2 separate regions of the Sus scrofa genome follow, and region 1 is linked to region 2. Evidence: chromatin contacts called from public Hi-C data. All regions are on one chromosome and are shown on one strand. Each heading gives the region's core, a stretch centred on a gene start, on an enhancer-like site or on the middle of the called end of the contact. The rest is flanking DNA. Distances are from core to core; before and after follow the strand shown.

Region 1 (7,013 bases), core at 2,889-5,388, 130 kb after region 2:
TTCTTCCTGAAGAACTCACTCCCCAGCTTCACGGAACTCCCTGGCACTTGCTCCTTCTGCAGAAACCTGGTGACGGGAGCTTCTTTAACAATACTGAAAAAGAGCTCAAAGACAACCTTTTCTTCCAGGAATACGGATGCCTCTGGTTGTGCACGAGCCAGTGAGGGTAGAAGAAGCTGCTTCACAGCCTTGCAGACAAGACCAGCATTGTCAAGAGTTCGCTGTTTCAGCTGCCATTCCCCGGTTCCCCTCTGCCCTCAAAGGATTTTTAAAGTGGTCAGAGCCATGTTGCTGCCCAGTTTTGCTACCAACTTTCTTTTCTCTTGATCTTTTGTTTCAATGTCTGCTTTCTTTCCCCTATGTGCTCACTGAAGCCTGATTGTGGGGTCAAGCTATAATTAGTTTATATATGAAGTTTAATTCACTCTGGCTCTTCTGGCATTAGACTCAAATGGGCTTTGATGTCTGGCTGGAGCTTTGATCCCAGTCCCTCGAGTGGTGGTCATCACCCCAACTCAAAGGATTGCCCTTTATTTTTTTCCCTCCTTTTCGGAGACAGCTTTTCCCAATTACATCATTTGTGTTTGTTTGGCCATAAAAGCTGCAAGGCATCATTTTGTTGCTTTGCTCTATAGCAAAACGTGCAATTGATGCTCCTCACTTTGCTTGGCTGCAAAAGAATGCTCCCTGCTGGATAAGGCATTTGTACAATGATGCTCAGACTTTGCGGGGGTGCTGTTGGGAGTTGTTCTGCCCAAGGGCAAAGCGTTGGACTGTGTGATCTGAAGGACCCTTCCTGGCTCTGTCCAGGAAATATCTTAAAGCATCGGCTACACAACTGTGATCTATTCAGTCAAGACTCCTTTTTCATGCTGGCAACTTTAACTTACTCTTCATATCCTCCAGGCAGCAGATCCACCCTGTCTTTCATGTCATACTTTCTGAGTGTTGATTAGCAGCTTTTTTGAGAGGACAGAGGCCTCCAGGGAAAGCAAGAGAACTAACAAAGGCTGAACAAAACTAGAAAGATGGTAACAAAGTAGCATTGGTGGAGGAAGACTCCCCAACACTTCCTTTAAAAAGAAAGGGAAAGAAGAATCAAAACAGTAGAGGGAAATGCGAGCCAGCTGTAGACAGGCGGGAGCAGCCAATGGTGGGTGATTACCTTCAACTGCCTCCCAAATACCTGCAACCAAAACAAAGAATCAAAGAAAGAAAGCAAGCTGGGCCAAAACTGGAAAGGAGAAGATTTGGCTGTTGGGTTAAGAAGAGAATAGGGGCAACCCAACCAGGCCCATTTAATCTGACGACATTAGGAGTTTTCCTGGGAGAACAATTACAGCATTGAGCTCCTTGCTTCTAACTTCACTTGACAGCCTGAGTTTGTTTTAATTGGGGTGTGAATGAACAGCATTATTTATTAATGTGTAAGGGATCCTTGGGAAAGCATAACCTTTTTTCCTAGTTGTGACCATTTTATTGGTGGAACCATTTGAAAACATTAGTTCTAATATTTAAGTTTGCTGGGGACACTTTTTTGTGGAGGTGTACAAACTGTTATGGCAAATGGTTTGCTTTGGACTAATGAGCCAGCTCAAAGTGGCATTTGGTGGTGAGGGAATTGGAGGAGGGGGGAGGTTTGGAGACACAGCGACTTGTCTGTCTACTTTGACAAGATTTATTAGTAGTGGTTAGAAACATGTTTCAGCTTTTTTTTCCCCCCTCAACTACATAAATATAGTTGTCAGTGTGTGACATAACACAGGCCACAATAATAGACTCCACCCAGCCAGAAGGCATCTAATTCAGAACTAGAAAGCAAGAGGCTTGCCTAGAAATGAATAACATGAGACAATGACAGAGGACATGGGTGAGTGGAATTTGGCAGACAGAAGTCCTACTAAAATTAGAATTTAATTCCTCTATTACCAAGTATGGTGTTTGGCCTACAGTAGGCATAAAGCATAGGTGAGCTGAATAGAATTAATTTTGTTTGCTGATGAGCACCTAAGCATAATTCCATTTTTAGATCTAATATACAGTCTGGTTAATAATGAATCTTGGTTGTAGCTATAGTCCCTTTCATGTCTGAGAGGGGCAGCCATGGGGACATCAGTGGAGGGTGGCAAGAGAACTGTTTTCTTTTTGGGGGGTTTTTGGTAAATGTCAACTTGACTCTATTTGTCACAGAGACTAAATGGGTACTATAAAGTTAGTTAGAAAGTCTGTTCATGAAAAAGCAATTTATAACTAATGTACAGTTTCTTGAATGCTTGCAAAGCCATGGTCCTGAGTACAGTAATACCAAGAGGATATTAAAACAATCTCTGCATTCAGGATCCTTGGGAAAGCATAAACTTTAATAATGTAATTGGAGGGAAGAGATACATATAAACACCTACATAGATGTGTATGTACATACCCAGATAAATAACCATACAAGTAGCATTTGGTAAGAATCAAAGAGTCATGCAATTAACTGGAGTTCAGAGGAGGGAAGTGAACTGATCTTGGAAGGAAGGAGGCTGGAGGACCACACAGAGGGGAGAAATGGAGAATCCCTTCTGCCCCTAGCTTGCTGTGTGGCAGTTCGTGGACCAGGGAACCAGCCACAGAGCCACAATAGTAACCTGAGCCAGAGCAGTGATGACTCGGAGTCCTGAATTGTTAGGCCACCAGGGAACTCCAGAAATAGAGAATTCTTGACAGGGGTAAACAGCTGGGTAAAGGTGTAAAAGTCTAAGGTAATGATATAGGATTATCATTTACCTAAGTTTCAGCAAATTGTGACTTGCTGGCTTCAACTTCTGAGGCTCCTGGCCCTATTGCTTTTTTAAAAATAGATATGGTACTTTTCCATAGATAAGCCAGCTAGTGGCATTTCCAGGTCCCCATCCTATTGAAATTCCCTGTGACGAGTGTGCCAAGTAAACATGACCATAATACCACTGCTGCTCCAGGGGAAAAGTTTGTCTCCCTGGAGGAAAAAAAAAGTTACAACTCTTATAGCCCTTACTATGTATGTGCCTGCCACGCTGTTAACGCACCCCCATGCATATTACATACTGAATTTATAATTCTTACAACAGACATGTTCTGTTAGCAGCTCCATTCTACCATTGGGGAAACGGAGGTGAAGTTACTTGCACAGCCTGTCTTGGCTGGAAAGGGCATTCAAATGCAAGCAGTCTGGTTTCAGTCAGAGCTTTTGTGCTTGCAGACTAAATAACAACAATAAAAAAACTCAAAAACCGAGGCGCGCACGCGCGCGCACACACTAGACCCCAAGCCTGTAAAAGAATTGATGCAACCGCTTGCAATACAGCGACATCCTACTGCCTAATTTTTAATGCTTTCCGTAAAAAAAGATGAAAACAACAGCAACAAAACTGAGGGCTAAACGGTTTTAGGACAACGGTGTACTGTGCCTTGTAGTTCCTGCCTTTTACAGCGTGGAGTCAAAAAACCAAACCCAAGATACGGTCTTGGAATACTTTGGCAGGACCTTGCTGGGTAAGGTGAAAGAAACCTAAGTCGGCCGGAGTGGATAGGGACAGTGGACGTGTGGGAAAGGGTTAATACTGTGCTGCAACTCGGTCGAGTTTCAGAAAGTTCTCCGGGGAGCCCAACTACCGCGTCCCTCGGCGGACCCTGCCTGCGAGGCCGACTGTAATAGGATGCTGGGGATCGAGGCGCTCGCCCGTGGCTTTGTGAGACGGAAAAGAACCAATAAGGAGCGAGGCAAAAACTGGGTGCCGTAAACCCGAAAAGGGGGCGAGGAGGCCCGCGGGAAGAGCGAGGGGGGAGGAGAGAGGGAGGAGCGGGGAGGGCCGCGCGAGGAGGAGGCCGGCGCAGAGCGCGAGCGGCGCCCCAGACACAAGAGGGGGAAGCCGAAGGGGGAGCGGGCCTCGCCGCCGAGGGGCCGGCGCGGGGAGGCGGGCGCCGGGCGGGGGTTCGCTGTGCCGCCGCTCGTGACGTAGCGCCGGGCAGGGCGTTATCAGTTGCGGGGCCGCGGCGAGGGACGCTCGGCGACAGCGGACGACGCCGCCCGGGCCCGGACGGCTGCAGCCCGCGGCCACGCGCGGGTCCCGAGCGCTCCGTGTCTCCGCCCCCATCGCCGCCGCCACCGCGCCCCACCGCCGGGAGGCATGAGCCCAGGGTCGCAGCCTTAGCGCCCGCTCCTCCTCCCGGGCGGCCCGGCTGCGGGGACGGGTGCGCGCTGCAGGGTTGGGGGCCATGAAGCCGAGTCTGGCAGGGACCGCGAGGGAGCTGGAGCCGCCGGCGCCGGCCCGGGGCGAGCAGCGCGCGGCGGAGTCCGAGGGGCGCTGGCGGGAGAAGGGAGAGGCGGACACGGAGCGGCAGCGCACCCGCGAGCGGCAGGAGGCCACGCTGGCCGGGCTGGCGGAACTGGAGTACCTGCGCCAGCGCCAGGAACTGCTGGTCCGGGGCGCCCTGCGCGGCGCCGGGGTCTCGGGGGCCGCTGCAGTCCGCTCCGGGGAGCTGCCGGGGGAGGCGGCGCAGCGCAGCCGCCTGGAGGAGAAGTTCTTGGAGGAGAACATCTTGCTGCTGCGGAAGCAATTGGTAGGTCTTGGCCGGAGGTGGGGGCGCGGCTGTCCTTGATGAGGGGCCGGGTTTCGGGCAGGTGGCCCGCGGCGGGCGCTTGGGTGCGGCGGGCTGGAGACATCCTCCGGCTTCCGGGGATCCCCTCCCGGTGCCTCCCTGACCCTGGGTTCCTGAGGGTGCCCGCGGCGTGTGGGTTGCCGACGCCCACGGGTCCCCGGCGTGTGCCCGCTTTGTGTCAGGTGAGGGCCTGGCGACCCCGCGCGGAGGGCTGGGCGGGGGTGGCCGCCCTCCCCCACCTCCCTCTTTTGCCTTCGGGATTCTTGGTGTTGCCTGTTCCTAACCTCCCCTCTCTATAGTTAGACAAATGCGTGCGCTCTTCCCGAAGGTTTGCAAACCCTCGTTTGAAATAGCATTTCTTTGAAGGGCTTCTCGGCTTCAGGTCCTTCCGCCAGGAGGGGACAAAAGCCGAGGAGGGGGCGTGTGGCATGGTTGCCTGTCCCGTGCCGAATTTTACGGTTACACGGAAGTGGCCCCGGGGACCCTGCCGCTCCTAGGGTTGTCCCCGGCCGGCCAGCTTTTGCCTGGGCTGCTGCCTCATTTCAGATAGAAGCCCTTTGTATGAGCGGCTAAGACACATGCAAATGATGGAAATTTGGCTGGAGAAAGTGTCCCCTCCCCTCATATTTTATCCGTACTCTTCGCTGAGACTTGAATTGGAGGTGAGAGAAGTGAAAATCTGCTTCCAGGGAGCATTTCTCTTTACTGGATTTGCGTCAGTGTCTCAGACATTCCCCGCAGTCTTCATTAATCGGGAAGAAAAAGAACTTTGGCGCTTCATGTATTGATGAACAGCTTTTGACCCCGCCTCAGAGTAATGGCGGCAGCTTTGTTTCGGTGACCTCAAAAATGTAGTTTTGCAAACAGAAAAAAAAAAAAAAATCCTTATCTGACCATGTGATCCTATCTGAAACTAGACACATGCTAGATAATGTCCCTCCTGCAATTACGAACAGAGTGATGCTGTGCAGTTGTCAAGTGCCTTCTTGTTTTACCTCTTTTCAGATGATTTTCTCTTTTTTTGAGCATTGACGTGATTTGACTTGTTTAGTTCCTTTTTACCCCTGAAGAAACTCATTCTAACAAATAAACATGTGTGTCCCCAAGCTTTTTAAGTCAAAGGACAGACAAGAGGAGTAGATGTGCATCTGTTTAGTCAGGATGGATGTACATGGTGGTTTGTGGAATACCTCTTGTTTTGGCATTTGTCTGTGGTTTTTGGTAGCAGACCAGAGTTGCGTATAACTCTGATTTGAGCCAATTCTTGCTGGTTATGCCTGGTCATTGACATTGTGTGCATTGTACAATAGCACCTCCTGCTCTTCTTGAATCTCACGATTTTAAGTGGCGCATTCCTGTTGTCCCCTGGAGGGGAGCAAGGCTGCATGTCAGGAGAATTCCCGGCCAGTCAGTGTTTGTGGTACTATTTTCATTTGTAGACTTGGCATTTGTGATTTGAACCAGATGCCTTTTGAGGTTTTTTTTTTTTTTTTTTTTTTTTTTTTTTTTTTTTTCCCTCTCCCAGCCATAGGAAGCACTAGGTGGCGGTGTGACACTCCAATCTGTCACCTTTGGAAACCCGAGTTGAGTTCAAATCTTGATGGAGCTTCCCTTGAGGGTTTTGGATTCTGCCAGCTCACATTATACTTGGCACTGGCTATTAGTATTAGTTTCTCACTTTCAAAGGCCCTAAGACTGATTAAACCCCACAAAGCAATTCATAGAAAACAAAACTCTGCAGGACATTTGGCCAGAAAATCTCACCTAAGTAAGATTATAGTGCATTGGAGGAAATCTGTTACACTCTACCTTCAAGTCGAAGAGTCTACTGTGAAGTACTGTTGTGTGAAAAAAATTGGCTGTACACAGAGGATTTTTAAAAACCTCAGTTTTTTTTTTATCCCTACCTATAAAAAGTTAATGTGTGTGTATATATGTGTGTGTGTGTGTGTGTGTGTGTGTGTGTATGTTAGTTGAAACTAAAAGCAAGCCTTGTTTTCATGAAGAAACTTTATATCACCAGAAAATGTGAGAAAGTGGAATTAGATATAGGACATATTTTTAAAGTTTTTTTATTTCAAGTCATCCAGGAGAATTTTGGTTTTAGAAGATTTAGTGACTGCCTCAGATGGTAATTGGAATACTTAGAGTGGGCTTTCTGGTTCTTTGTCACCAAAATGTGTTTATTTTTCCTTTCTCTGTCTCTTCCTAATCAGAATTGTTTGAGGAGAAGAGATGCTGGTTTGTTGAACCAGTTGCAAGAACTCGACAAGCAGATAAGTGACCTGAGACTGGATGTGGAAAAGACCTCTGAAGAGCACCTGGAGACAGACAGCCGACCTAGCTCAGGTGAGTGTGGGAGCACAAGGGAGAATTCTGCAGTCCTGAGTGCT
Region 2 (7,081 bases), core at 708-3,207:
CTCACTTGCTGAAGTGTGTGTAGCGTGATTCGGGTTTTCATTGCTCTGCACATGTCTACAAGTGACTGAACGTGCTGGGAGTATTTTGAGGTTAAAAATAAATTTCCTCAAGGAGGTGAATTTGCAAAAAAAGAATCTTCAAATTAAGGAAAATCAACAATATTCTCATTTATTTATTTTCCCCCTCATGCTTATGACTGCATTCTCTTAAATGAAAGAACTTCTGGAGATATGCAGATTTCCCAGAAACCAGAAAAGGGGATGCCTGAATTTTAGAAAAGCATTGGTGTAGAGTATTCAGTGCTAGTTTTTTTTCCCCCCATGGCTGCGTCTGCGGCAAATGGAAGTTCCTGGGCTGAGGACTGAATCCAAACTGTAGCTGTGACCTGAGCTGCTGCAGTAGGATTCTTTTTTTTGGGTCTTTTTGCTATTTCTTTGGGCCGCTCTTGCAGCATATGGAGGTTCCCAGGCTAGGGGTCGAATTGGAGCTGTAGCCACTGGCCTACGCCAGAGCCACAGCAACGCAGGATCTGAGCCGCGTCTGCAACCTACACCACAGCTCACGGCAGCGCCGGATCGTTAACCCACTGAGCAAGGACAGGGACCGAACCCGCAACCTCATGGTTCCTAGTCGGATTTGTTAACCACTGCGCCATGACGGGAACTCCTGCAGTAGGATTCTTAACCCACTGTGCCACATCCTCATGTCAGTTTTATATTGAGCAAACACCTTGTATCATTCAGAACTGAGAGAAATTCAAGACTGAGTTTTCTATAGCAATAAATGTAAAGTAATATTTGAATTTGTTCTCATTTTATGTGCATAAGAGTATTAAATTTTTTACATTCTTTTAAATTATGATTCAAAGTGGCATAAAATGTGACTTTTGTTTCTTTGTCAACTGTGCAGACTGCAATTACATAGAATTGACACTAGATGGCTCTTGCAGATCACTTGAGAGCTGCTTGGTACTTGGGAACAAGGAGGTACTTACTTGTTAGAAGTGAAATCCGTGAGGATACATCCTGTTCAGCTCCCCCTTATACCCTGGTAGCACCTAGCAGATTACCTATGGGTATAGTGCATTTTTAGTTGTAGGTAAATTGTAGATATTTATTTTGTTCAATTAGAAAAAACAATAAGTAATGTGGCATAAGATTGAGTATATAGATGAGTCAGTATAAGAGAATGTCTAGGAGTTTGAGCTTTTGGAGTTTCAGGAATCACTTCCAGCTCTGTATATTTGGGCAAATAATTTAATCTTTTTGAGCCCAAGTTAATTCATCTATGAAGTGGGGATGATATTTGTGTATTAGTTATCTTTTGCTCTGTAGCAAATTACCTCCCAATTTTTAAAATTATTATTATTTTAATAGGTTTACCGCAAAATTTAACAGCTGAAGATAGCAAACATTTATTGTCTCACATAGTTTTGCAAAGTCGTGAATCTAGGAGTGGCGTATCTGCATGGTTCTCAGGATCTCTTGAGGGTGTAGTCAAGCTGTTGGTGAGGCTTTGGTCATCTGAAAGCTTTAACTAGGGTTGGAGGAGCTGCTTTCCAGGCTCACTCACATGGTTGATGGCAAGATGCCTCAGTTCCTTACTACATGAACCTTCCTATACAGCTGCTCATGACACGAAAGCTGACTATTCCCAGAGTGGATGACCTGAGAGAAAGTGAGCAACCAAGATGGAAACCACAGTGTCTTTCATAACCTAATTTTAGATGTGACATGTCATTTCTTCTGCCACATTCTGTTGATAACACAGACCTATCCTGGAATAATATAATAGGGGATTACAGAAAGGTGCGACTGCCAGGACTCATGTATTAGGGGTCATTGTAGAGGTTTGTTACCACAAAAACATCTACTTCATAAGGTTATTAGGGATAACAATCCATGTAAAGTAGTTAGTAGGTGACAATGCATGTAAAATAGTTAGCACTTAGCTTGATACATGACGACTGTTACTCTTTTTAGTAATGCTTGGCGTATGTAAAAATATCTTTTCAAATGTATTTAATAGAACCAGAGACTATGCACAGTTGCCTAAAAGGACGGTGCTAGAGTGAACTAGCTTGTTCCTCTTGTTTTAAATATCCTGTTACGTTATGGTTACTGTCGAAGAATGAAATCCATGTATCATTACTTTTGCTATTGGCTAATCTCAGGCCTTTCCTGTTGATTTTTAATAACTTCGTTTACAAAGGCTCCCATCTTATTATGTTGCCTGTCTGTATCCCTGCTCACTTGCAGAAAGTGTCCTACTTGGCAACCTATAGCCCCCTACCACTGTTTCTAATTCTGAGGCTCTCAAGTTGGATTGAGTAACAAAAAGATGCTAAATAGGCTTTGAAGAATTGTCTTGAGAATCCTAAAATGTAAACTGGAATTTTGAACAAACTGTGAGGACCCTGGGACTTAACTACCAATTAGAACTCTTCATTTTCTTAGCAAACTTACATTGAATACCTCATGTGTACCTGCTGCCATATTAGTACTGTATCAGAGTCCTGAGATAAGAGATGGTAGACATCTGCCCTCAAGGGAGTTTACAGATTTGTGTAGGAGAAATAAGATAACAATTATAATATTGTGTGATTAGTGCAACAGCGCAGACTGCTGTAGGAGCACGGAGGAAAAATAGCCCACACATGACGGCTCAGAGAAGGTTTCCCACACGAGCCAATGTGAAACTGAATCTCAGAGGAATTAGCCAAATGATGAAGTGTGATATGCATGTTCCATTTTGTTCATTTACCTATTCAGAAAAGATTTTTTTGAGTGCTTATTTCTGCTCTAAGTTCATTCTAGGTAAAAGGAATATAAAACCTGGTAAGGCCCTATCCATAATGAGTTTTTTTCTCTAGTAGAGGTAGTAAATGACAAGGCAAAAACATGTGGTAAATTATTACAGTTATTGTGAGGAAGTCCATGTAGGGTGGGAGTACAGGTCAAGTGTATCTGGGGAGGGCAGTCAAGAAAGACTTCATATGTGGGGAGCTTACTTGAAATGAATTCTCAATGATGAATAGATGATGGTGGAGTTCCTGTCGTGGCTCAGTGTCTAACAAATCTGACTAGGAACCATGAGGTTGTGGGTTCAATCCCTGGCCTCACTCAGTGGGTTAAGGAGCCAGCATTGCCATGAGCTGTGGTGTAGGGTCACAGATGCAGCTCAGATCCCAAGTTGCTGTGGCTCTGGCATAGGCTGGTGGCTACAGCTCTGAATAGACCGCTAGCCTAGGACCCTCTAAATGCTGCGGGTGTGGCCCTAGAAAAGGCAAAAAGACAAAAAAAAAAAAAAAAAGAAAGACAAAAAAAGATGATGACCCTGTAGTAAGTGTAGGAGAAACCTTCCAGGCAGAATATGCAGTGAGACAAGGGGATGGCCAGACAGTGATACTTAAGCAGGGACATGTAAGTACTTTATCAGTGAATTAGATCTTGGGATGCAATGAGATTGGGAGAGTAAGCAGAAACCATGTGAATATGGATGATAATACCAAGCTGTTTTTGGATTTACTGGAAGACAGCAGAGGTCCATTTGTGTGCAAAATAGAAAAGAATTCCAATCTTATTTTGTATTTATTCCCTTGGAAAATTCAGTCTCGAGTTTCTCTAAATTCTGAATGTTTTGTGATATTCACAGATTCCCTTAAGGATTACATATAAATTGGAGTTCCTGTTGTGGCTCAGTGGTTAACGAACCCTACTAGTGTCCATGAGGATGCAGGTTTGATCCCTGGCCTTGCTCAGTGGGTTAAGGATCTGGTGTTGCCATGAGCTGTGGTGTAGGTTGCAGATGTGGATCAGATCTTGCGTTGCTGTGGCTGTGGTGTAGGCCAGCAACTGTAGTTCCTATTCAACCCCTAGCCTGGGAACCTCCATATGCCGAGGGTGCAGCCCTAAAAAAAAGAAAAAAAATTTTTGCATAAATGAGCCATATGATCATGTTTACTTTTTATTTGGCAAGCTCATGTGAGGTGCACTGTGATGGACAGATTGAAAGGATTAAGACTGGGAGCAAGGAGCCTCCAGCTTTTATATAGTTATTAAAGCAAACCTGGTGAGACATTATTCACTAGTGAGAATATATAAAAAGGGAGATTTGAGAGACATTTAAGGAGAATGGGCAAGACTTAGTTTCAATATAAGAGGTGCAAAAGAAGAGAAGGTCTAAGAAATCTCCAGGTTTCTGGCTAGAATGATTAGATGGACGGTATTTGCATTCACTGAGAGAGAGAGGGAATGTGGAGGAAAGACAGAATTAGGAGGAAATAAGAATGAGTGGGGTTTTATCCATGTGGAATTTGAGGTACCTTTGGGTTTCATCCAAATGGAATAATTTATTGGACTTTAAAGAACCAAAGCTGCTGCTGGCACCGGCCATTCATGGGGACTTAATCTTCTCTGAAAGTCTACTATGATTGCTTTTTCATAGCAATAAGATTCTAGAAAAGTAAAATTAGGGATTTCATATTTCAAGCATTAAATTTGACTTGAATGGAATAATACTTTAAGCATCCCTCTTAAACAGAGGGCTCACTAATGTACATTATACTCAATGAATGTACCTTTTAGAAGTTACACAGCAAATTGAAATGTTGTTTGATTGCTGTCATGGAATCTTCTCCTGACCCCTTAGCATTAGGTTAGATGCCGTCAGATACACTCTCTCTGTGTATTCCTGTACTGTCTCCTGCCTGATGTTGCCCTGATCATACTGGTTTGTAATCTCACTTGAGAGTGGAGACTGTATCTTGTTCACTGTCATATCCCTGTCATCCAGCAGAGTATGTAGCATGGTTGGTAAATACACGTTAAATGATAGGGTGTAGTATGAGCTGAAACCTATTAGGCACTTTTAATGGTTTGGGGAGCTGTTTGATTATATACTTCCTTTGTTTCTACGTTTAATTTTTTTTCTTCTTTTATCACAATCACCTTGTGTCTTTTAAATTTTTTTCTTTTACGTAAAAATAAAATGTGATTGTATTATGAATTACTTTAAATTATGGGTTCTTTTTTGGGGATGCTCTCCATCTACCCCTCCTCCTCACATTTTCTCCTATCCCATTTTATGCCTTACCTCAGGTAACTTATGTTAAGATTCTGATATGTAACCTTCTTGGTTTTTTCACTTATGCATATAATTATATGCATGCATACATACAGTAACATAATTGGTACACATGATGTGTGTGTATTTGTTGTGATTTTGCAAGTTGGGATCATATCCATGCACACTTGCCTGTGGTTTTTTTTTTTTTTTTTTTTTCATCTGGTAAACCCTGTGGAAATTACTCCAGGTCAAATAGTATTCCTTAAATTCATTCTTTATATTGACTGTATAAGACCTTTTAATGTGGATTACCAATAATTTATCAGTTGTTGCTCTATTGATGGGTATTTACTTTATTTTCATTCCCCCCCCCATTGTAAACAGTGCTAGAGCAGAAATGTCTGACTACTTGTAAGCTTGTTGGATATTTGAATTTGCTCTTCTGTGAGTTACCTACGGAAGTTACTTTGTAAGAGCTCGTTCTGCATTTTATTTTACTTTATTTTATTTTTTGCTTTTTTTTTTTTTTTTTTTTTTTTTTTTTTAGGGCTGCACCTACAGCATATGGAGATTCCCAGGCTAGGGGTCGAATTGGAGCTGTAGCTCCAATTTAGTACAAATTTATACTAAATATGAACTCGTAAAAAGAATTCAGGAGACTACAGGTACAAACTTGTGCTGGAGAAACCTAACCATGCGATGAAAACACAGGAGTTATTTATAAAAGATGTAAATAACTATATAAAAATTTTTAAAAATTATATGGAAAGAATATAAATAATGCCAATGTACGAAGTACAAATTTGGAAAAAGAAATTTGCAATACAGATGACAGAAAATATCTAAAATACAGAAAGAGGAGTTCCCGTTGTGGCTCAGCAGAAATGAATCTGACTAGGAACTGTGAGGTTGTGGGTTTGATCCCTGGCCTCTCTCAGTGGGTTAAGGATCTGGTGTTGCCATGAGCTGTGGTATAAGTCGCTGCTGTGGTGTAAGTCGCAGACGCGGCTTGGATCTGGTGTTGCTGTGGTTCTGACGTAGGCTGGCAGCAGCAGCTCCAATTAGACCCCTAGCCTGGGAACCTCCGTATGCCGAGGGTGTGGCCCTGGAAAAAGACAATAAATAAATAAATAAATTTTCATTGAGGTAGGAATTTTTTTTCCGTATTTTTTATTCTAAATATAACCTACACCACAGCTCATGGCAACGCTGGATCCTTAACCCACTGAGCGAGTCCAGTGGTTCCTAGTCAGATTCATTTCCACTGCACCATAATGGGAACTCTAGAATTCTATACCTTTCTTAATAATTTTATTTTTTTATTTTTATTTTTTTTGTCTTTTTGCCATTTTTGTCTTAATAATTTTATTGTTCTGGTCACTATAATAAAAGATTATTTTTCCATTTCTAGGTGCATATTGCATAATATAGAGAAAAGACAATGATTTTTATATATTTTTCTGCTATCTAATCTTATAACCAAGTTCTCTTATTCTAGTAAAATTCTTTTCCCTCACTCTAGTGACTCTTGGGTTTTCTATAATCAGCCAGAAAAGTTTTTAATCTCTTCCCTTTCAACATTATATATGTGAATTCTTTTATCTTAATTCATTTGCCAGTCTTAAGAAAATGTTGGAAAAATGACATAGGAATAGCCATATCAGAGTATAAAGAGGCTAATGTAAGGCTTGGAACAATAGTTGCTCTATGGATATTATTACTATTATTTAAATTAATCTTATATTATGCTAGATAATTAAATGAGGGTGAAACGTAATAATTTTGAGGAATTGTTTTGTACAGATCAAATACTGCAAAGATAAAACTTAAAGTCAACGTATGTATTCTGTATTACGCAAAATCTACCTAAAACATAGATTAACATAAAAAAATCAGAGGGTGATTATTTGCTATATCTAAGAAATTGTCAACAGATTACCTATAATTGGAAAACATCTGTGGGGTCTTTAGAATATCATTTCATTTAAAACAATTTTGTTTATGTATAATGCT

The links. A called contact is a pair of places that touch in the nucleus more often than the background predicts.
Region 1: a Hi-C map of embryonic fibroblasts shows a contact between it and region 2, with 4 times the contacts expected there. The contact joins the promoter of DACT1 here to the enhancer-like site in region 2. A contact is called at or near these places in 1 of 5 promoter capture datasets (liver), 10 of 47 Hi-C or Micro-C datasets (brain, embryonic fibroblasts, epiblast stem cells and 5 more) and 1 of 2 datasets of contacts at active chromatin or transcription factors (skeletal muscle).

What each region holds. Positions count from the first base shown.
Region 1 is chr1:187,715,253-187,722,265 of Sscrofa11.1, forward strand. DACT1 (dapper homolog 1) reads left to right here and starts at 4,139. Exons shown (of 4, transcript XM_021102679.1): 1 at 4,139-4,581; 2 at 6,837-6,969. The coding sequence starts at 4,237.
Region 2 is chr1:187,583,429-187,590,509 of Sscrofa11.1, forward strand. The region is part of intron 29 of KIAA0586 (protein TALPID3); the gene reads left to right. Among named protein-coding and RNA genes, the nearest start is that of KIAA0586, 82 kb to the left of the region's middle. Within about 2 kb of position 1,958, at least 4 of the 83 cell types and tissues checked have an H3K27ac peak or open chromatin away from gene starts, as enhancers often do.